2 separate regions of the Mus musculus genome follow, and region 2 is linked to region 1. A link is a contact called in public Hi-C data. All regions are on one chromosome and are shown on one strand. The core of a region is the stretch at or near the end of the contact, and the rest is flanking DNA. Distances in the headings are between cores, read along the strand shown. Region 1 has its middle 580 kb from the start of Isl1. Region 2 has its middle 130 kb from the start of 4930435F18Rik.

Region 1 (3,860 bases), core at 479-2,978:
TGTATAATCTTACATATAACCTGTTCCATCCACATATGTTATTGGTATCCATGATTTCAGGCCTGGTCATTTGATACCAGACAACCAATTAATGTGCTTTTTCCCTGGGAAAGACCACAGGATATAAGTTGTCTGACAGAAGACAGGGAAAGGTATAGTGCTTTTTAGAAAATGTGAGATAAATGCAGAAAAAAGGGGGAAATGGGCAAAATAAAAATAAGGGTCCTTTAAAATAACAATAAAGGCCACAAGGAATTATACTATTAACTATCCAAAACAAAACAAAGCAAAATGAAAAGCTAGGTATGTTTTAATGATTTTTACCTGTGCTAGTTCCTGCATTTGATTTCAAATGTAACAAGTTACTTGATACTGTTACAAACACATACTCAAATAAATTTTTATTAATTTCTGATCAGTTGTTCTAAAAGAATAAAAGTAAGATATATATCCAGAAAAATGAGCCACATTAGTCAAATTTGATGCTTTTTCACATGCGATATAAAATTAAATGACCCATATTTCTGAACTTTATTTAGAAGAAACCTAATGTTTTAAAATAAACAAAAAACAAATTGATCCAAAGTATTTTGGATTGCTAAATTGAAATGAGTATTTCCTTTGGGAGTAATGTGTACCTTTTTCTTTCTATCTTTTTATACACACATACATAACCTTTAAATTGTGTGTGTGTGTGTGTAGGCGTGCACGCATGTGCACGCATAGAAATATATGCATGTATAAATAGTATATATATATATACTTTATAGGCATCTATATAAATACCACACACAAATACTTGCAGTATCTAACTCCTTTATAAAACAGGAGAAATTATTTTTCTAGAAGCCCACATGTGTGCAGTTTCTTATTCATTTCTTTATTAAATTGTAGTTATGTGTAAGATATTCAAAAATTAAAAAGAATTATACATGAGAGAAATCAAACATCAACCAAATGATGTGAATTCAATTTCAGTTAGTGTTCATAGAATAATGTTAAGAAAACAGCTCAAATGTGTTTATAAAATCCTGTTTAATAAAGATAGAAATCTATAAATTTGCCTAAAAACAGAAGAAAATGAGAATCAAGTCTCAGACTCATTGTTTCCATCTTTAAATGCCTTTTCTGTTTTTATGCTAAAGACACTAATAAAAACTATGATAATTGAAAATTTTGTACATTCCCTGATCATAATTTGCTAATAATTTCCTTCCTAATGATAATAATTTTGATCTATTCAAACACCAGTTTTATTGAAAAATCTTTTTTTTTAAAGAAAAAAAATCTGAATTATAAATAATTGAGCCCTATTATTGTCTGTGTGTGGGCCAGGGAGTAGGAGAAAGTGGAGTAGTTAGCCTTAATTATCTGGATAATTTATTTCTGTCAACCCAGCCTTGGTGCCCTTTCCCTTCGAAATTGAAAAGTTATATTAGAAATTACAGTTCGTCTTAAAGGAACTATAACATTAGAGATGACACTTCGGCACATTTGTGGATAAGTTACTTTCGCTATGTCACCTTTCCTGGTGATAGTTGTGCAGTTTTCCTATCTTAGGACGGAGACTGAGAGCAGATGACAGGAGGGTCAGGGGACTCTTCTTTCCCTCAGAGGCTCCGGCCATTGCCGTCTGCAATCAGATTGTTAGCATGTCAGCTCAGTCTATCAGAGTCCCTTGAGTGCTGTTCTGCCTGCTAAGAGAAAATACCTTGTGTGTTGGCTGTGGGTGTCTCTTAACAACACTCTGTCACTCAGCCATGCAGCCTAAATGGGGCATGGAGCAGAACCTTCACACCAGTGTGCAATAACTGAGCTTCCCAGCTCGTGTGTCCTGACCTCATAAGAAGACGCAGTCAAGGACCAGGGTGAAGAGCCAGGCTAGGCTTGATGACTGCTGACCTTCACTTGACTGTTAAGAATGGCAGCTTCTTTTACACCAGTCACTCAGAAACAAATGTAATAAAACAGTTTTTACTCAGAAAACCAATAAGGCGTTTCTTCTATGTAGTGTGAAATGCAGCCACTAGATGACACCAAGAGATAGTTTCTATATGTCTTCTTTCTTATATGTTTCTATATATCTGATCTCAGTTATCTGTTCAAAAGGTAATATTCTAGCTAAGATTTCTGGTAAGGTCACAGATGTAGGCCAAGTGAGAGTTTGAATTATTTTTTAAATGGCCTTTTCTTTTGGATATTATCACTTACCTCCTAACCAGTAAGAGGAGCAAAATGAATCAGAAATAAAAAACAAAACACAAAACTAAACATGAGGTCATTCGGATCCTCAACCTTAGCCTTCTCCCTTTGGCTTCCCAGCGTACCTCAAGGGAGTAACACTGTGATTCAGGGAGGTCCTGCAGTACCATTATTATCAAACCCTCTAATGGGCTTGAAATAAAGTCTCCATTTTCTCTCTAGAATTCAGTTTTGTAAGCAAATCTTAGAAGTATCTTAGAATAATATTGCTATGTGACTGGCCTGTTTTGATGCCCATGTCTGCATAAAACAAGAAGTTGTAACAATATCAATGAACTCTTGAAAGACTGCCTATATTTCCTTCAAAAGACAACTGATATTTCATCTCAGACTTATATTGTGAGTGACCCATAGTAAATTAAAGTAAGTTGCCTTTGGCACTATAGAATTTTTAAAAAAAAAAATGGTTTCTCTATATGATATGATACTCAATAGCAAGATTCTTATGTAGTTAAAAACTGAATATTTCACATATCACTACCTGACTACTATGTCTTCAGGGGTCTGCAACCTTAAAGATACATAAAGAGGATGTAAACACTAAATTAATAGTTATCAAAAGTGTTTTAGAGTGCTTCATGATCAAACTCCTAAGTAGAACTTTGAAAAGAATTGATAGCAATTTAATTTGGCCTACCATTTCCAAAAGGGAATAGTTTTTTTTTTTTTATTTGTCTACTATTAGAAAAAAAATTGCAATACATGCTCTTGATTACAAAAAACATCTGGTGAATATAAGTTTTTTCAATTCACTTTTAGAAAGCAAATTGAAAAAAAACCATAGTATGTTTGTAGACTGAAGAATAATTAATTAAAGTATGCTGATCAATTAAATATATAATAAAAAAATTTAAAAATCATTTTGGAATAAGTACTTTTAAAATCTAACACACTATATTTTGGCAATTTGATAAATTCATTTTATTTTCATTATAAATGTAGAAATTTACCTGGTTCTCCCAAGTTTCATGGAATAGTCTCAAATCATGGTGATATTTTTATTTGAATAGCGAATATATTTTGAAGTCAAAATACAAAACTGTATTTTATATTGAGTGTTTGTTGAACATTGCTTGTTTGCATAAAATGCTGATCCTTACCCAGATTTGCCTGTTTGTATTGTTTTCCTAACTGAAAAAGCACAGAAAAAGCCTGCTAAGAAACTTAATTTGTTTACAGTCGGAAATATGTCAACATTGTCTGCATAATTTTAATAAGTAGCTCTTTGAAATTCAAAAAAGTACAGAAAATTATTCACTCAAATATATTTTGTTTTCAGAATAAATTTACAATTCCAGGGAATTTGACATTGAGTCACTTTGAACCACATGGCTGAGAGTACACAGGTCTCATAATTTTATAACAACCACTTTCTCTCCCTAAAGTTTTGATGATTTATTTCCTGCCCGATTTAGCTAAGTATTAATTTTCTACTTCTGAGGAAAATATAGATTGCTAGTTCATAAAGTAAACACATACATACATACATACATACATACATACATATATGCATGCATGCATCAATGCACACATACAAAGACATGAGCAGAAATACCTCCTTGTGATTCCTATGAGATATAGCATAGTGGTCAGTACAA
Region 2 (3,860 bases), core at 906-3,405, 980 kb after region 1:
GGTCTGTCATGGAATTTATGATAATCTTAGGTAACGAATTGTGTTCAATTGTGAAGACAAGAGTAGCAAGAACACACCTTGAACCCATGGGGACAGCTGTACTCTGAAGTGAGGCCATCACCACACCGTTCTGTTGTTTACTTGTGTGTATGCTGCACTTAACATCTCAGATGACAGTAGTGATTACAGCTAAAAACTTAACGGGAAGAGACATCATATCTAAAAGTACCTGGAGAGGTAATAAAGAATGAACCACTTGCTCATGTTAACATGCAGCACATCCCCAGAAGAAAGCAAGTCACTTTTATAATTTCAAACAACCCCAGAGACATCTATCTGCTGAAACAGCCAAAACTCTTGACTTATTTTTGGTTGCTGAGTATGGGCAAATTGTAATATAATTGCCTTTAATTAAGGTTCTCTTCCAAGGTGGACAAGTGATCACCTAACTCAAATGGCTGATCCAAGATAGTATTGCCATGACTACCTGAATTTGACCTCCAATCACTTTCCAGTCATTTTGAGCTGCTTCTAATGTACAACTGTCAGTTTGTAGAATGAAATACACATATGTAAAAAAAAAAAAAAGTTAAAAAGAAAATGTTTGGACCAATCCCAACATCTCTTTTAAATTTGGGGGGGGGGTTTGTTTTGTTTTGTTTTGAATACTAATCAGGGAAATAATAGTGTCACCCACATCCTTAGGCTGTGTTGAGTCAGATATAATCACGTAAAGAAATCAATAAGCAAACCAGAGAAAGTTAATAAGGAACCTGAAACTATTAATGTCCACCATTCATATGAGGCAGGTAGGCATCCTATGGCCAGGGAAATCGAAGACAGGACTACACGGGACTACATGCTCTACGCATTCAGGTGTATTGGAAGTCCAGGACCGCTTGGTCCTGCCAAGAAGGATTCTACAATACCTGGAAGTCAAGATTAGACATTCAATAAACACCACCACAGCTTCAAACTATGACCTTTACAGAGTGCTAGGAAGGCAAGGCGGGAGTTTGGGGGGGGGGGTCTTTAATCAAAACCCTCAGAGGCCAGAATCTGTCACACTGATGTCCTCCTGGTGACTTAATGCTTGCTGACAGTTTCTGCATCAGGTGGATAGAAAGAAAAAAAAAAAAGTCCTGCCTTTCTTCCAGCAAAGGGCAATTGATCTAGGAACAAAGATCCTGAATCCTGGGCTGAAGAAATAGAACCTGATTTGGCAAACAAATGACATGTAAAACCAACATACACAGAGCGGCAAGTGACAAAGGAAATTGCAAATGGCTCTAAACACTGTTTTTCCATAGACCACAAAGAGAAACTGTGGTAGACAGGGGAGATGGAGCATAAAATTGGGCGGACTGATTCAGGGTTTGTTTTGATATTTCAAATCATTTATTTTTTTTTTAAAAAGTGTGTGTGTGTGTGTGTGTGTGTGTGTGTGTGTGTGTGTGTGTGTGTGTGTGTACGTGAGGGGAGGAGGGAAAAGACTCTAACGCGAAGGGGCTGTCGGCAGACGATGCACAAATGAAAGCGCGCTTTCTCAATTTCCAAAGCTCTAAATGTAGAGAAATGCGCAATTATCCTGGGACGAGGTGGAGAGCGCAGCCTCGGGAGTTAAAGGCAATCGGGTCTCTGTCGGAGAAAAGCTAGCGCTGGGACTGAACTTCCAGCGGCCGCCTGAGGTGAGCATCAGGAGGGAACCCGGCCTTGCAAGTCCGCCTCTGCACACTTTCCGAGCTGTGATCTCCAGCCGGGTCCCCGCAGGCGTCTAGGGAAAAGGCACTCAGCGGGGCGTCCGGGAACCCTAGGCTCACCCTTCCAGGTCCACTGAGCAACAGGCTGGCCAATAAAATTAAAGGATAGTAAGAACGTCTGGAGGAGGACAGAACCAGAATTCGCCCCTCAGTTCTGGGGTGTCGGGCACATTCAGGGTCCCCAGGATGGGACACGGGTCCTAGGGCGATGATGTCTCCTTTAAAGGCACTGTTTTGGGATGGCGAGGAAACGGAGGCTTAGACCCAGATCGGTTTATCCTGGAAGCCTCAGCATTCTTTTCCAGCCGCTGCCGGCTCTCCGGTATCCCGTCGAGGTCTGCGGGGCTTCTGGCTCCTGAGAGGCTCTCACCACTTTGGAGCAGCGCTCCCCGGCCTTGGTTGAGCCCTGAGGCCTCGGGACTGGCTTGTACTGCCCGCTCCGGAGTTGCTGCTCTAGACCTCATTCCTTTTCAAGCACTTGAATATATATATATATATATATATATTCTTTTTACCAACAGATTGGTTATTTATTTATTTATTTATTTATTTATTTATTTATTTATTAATAAAACTTATTCAACCTTTTAGAGGCAACATCGTTCCTTTCTTCGGTATGGTATCCGTGGATAATCAGATAATCTCATGCCTGCCTTTGTATTCTTGAAGCTTTAAACTCTGCAAATATTGATGTCGCTTCACTGAAAAGGCGTTTCGCAGTCCAATCCCAACCCCCTTAGACTTTACCCTTCATAGGCATGCAGCGAGAGGAGAGTTGGAGTCAGCCTGGGTTTTCTGATCCCACAATTAAACTGGAACAATTGTGTTTGGTTTAGAGTGACCAGTTTGTTCCGCTCTTGCAAGAGAAGTAATGTTTATTTTGTGATCCCTTTATGTTATTGTGCAGCCGAAGAAACTTCGTATTTTAAGCAAATGTATTGTTCCACAGCCTCGGGGGTGTGAGTTCCAGTCCTGAGCACTACTTTGTCTGCTCTTCTCTCTCCCGTATTTCATCTGTCCTAGGCACTCGATGCGATCTTTCCCCCCAACTGTTTGTCTCCAGTCCCTCCCAGTCCCTGCTCTGTTCTTTAATTTGTCTTGTGTTAGCTTTGGGTCAGCAAGTCTTTTGTGCTGGGTCCCTGGGCCTCACTCTGTGTGTGTGTGTGTGTGTGTGTGTGTGTGTGTGTGTGTGTGTGTTTCTTTTGTTACTTTCCACCCTAACACTGCAGAAATGAAACACACATGCCCTGTTGTCGCCTCATATTTTCAGATGTTTTTCACACTATTGTCCTCTCCAGTCCGTTGAAAGTGCAAAGTGGAAACACATGCACCCGAAAACATTTTTTTGAAAGGGGACAGCCCTAGGATGGAGTCTAACCTCCTGAATAAAGATAAGCAATAAATATAATATCAGATTTATAACGTGCATTGAACAATCTTGATTAGCACTAAGGTGAGCCTTGGTGAGCTTTTTATCATTTCCATGTGTCTGGACTACAAGAAGGAATCAATGGGGGGGGGGGAACCTCTATAAATCAGCGTTCATGTCAAGACAAATCAAAATAATGCCTCTATTATTTCAATCAATAAACCATTTTTATCCCCAGCATCTGATACACACACAGTGTGTGTGTGTCCATCTGTTTGTGTTTGGAACTGGCAGCTTTGCCTTAGACCAAAACAAACCTTTCAAGTCATGTCAATGAAATTAAAATGTTAAAAAGCAGAAATCAACGTACCCTCCTTCCACTCCTGTCTAGCCATTCCAGGCTCCCCCTTTAAAGCCCGGCTTTCCCAGATCAGTAAGAGATCCTTGAAAACTCTGCAGAGGACCTTTGGCTGAGAAGCAACTTAGAAAGGAGATTTCAAGAGAAAGCGAAAGCTCCCACCAGCAACAACCAGGGCTAGGGAAGCCTCCAAGGCTGGGGCTCCCATGCACGCCCAAGAACCGCCTACAGAGGTTGAAGGCAGGTTAGACTTGGGACCCTGGTTGGCTTCTGAAAAAAGCAAAATCGCCCTTTCTCATCAATGCCACCAAGATCCTTTCCAGCAGGTGTATGCGGCTGACTGGCTGGGTTATAATTGGGGCGAGGCTAGCTA

What was found. Hi-C and Micro-C count contacts between places; a contact is called where the count stands out from the background.
Region 2: a contact with region 1 is called in a Hi-C map of the N1E-115 cell line, with 29 times the contacts expected there. The contact joins two enhancer-like sites. A contact is called at or near these places in 1 of 15 datasets of contacts at CTCF or cohesin (pro-B cells), 16 of 484 Hi-C or Micro-C datasets (the N1E-115 cell line, adipose-derived mesenchymal stem cells, cerebral cortex and 7 more) and 9 of 115 datasets of contacts at active chromatin or transcription factors (a beta-TC-6 cell line, craniofacial prominence, embryonic basal ganglia and 6 more).

Annotation. Positions count from the first base shown.
Region 1 is chr13:115,723,738-115,727,597 of GRCm38.p6, forward strand. No RefSeq gene overlaps it. Among named protein-coding and RNA genes, the nearest start is that of Isl1, 580 kb to the right of the region's middle. Within about 2 kb of position 1,729, at least 10 of the 459 cell types and tissues checked have an H3K27ac peak or open chromatin away from gene starts, as enhancers often do. A contact at or near this core is called in the N1E-115 cell line and neural tube, where this site is marked.
Region 2 is chr13:116,704,081-116,707,940 of GRCm38.p6, forward strand. No RefSeq gene overlaps it. Among named protein-coding and RNA genes, the nearest start is that of 4930435F18Rik, 130 kb to the right of the region's middle. Within about 2 kb of position 2,156, at least 38 of the 459 cell types and tissues checked have an H3K27ac peak or open chromatin away from gene starts, as enhancers often do. A contact at or near this core is called in the N1E-115 cell line and neural tube, where this site is marked.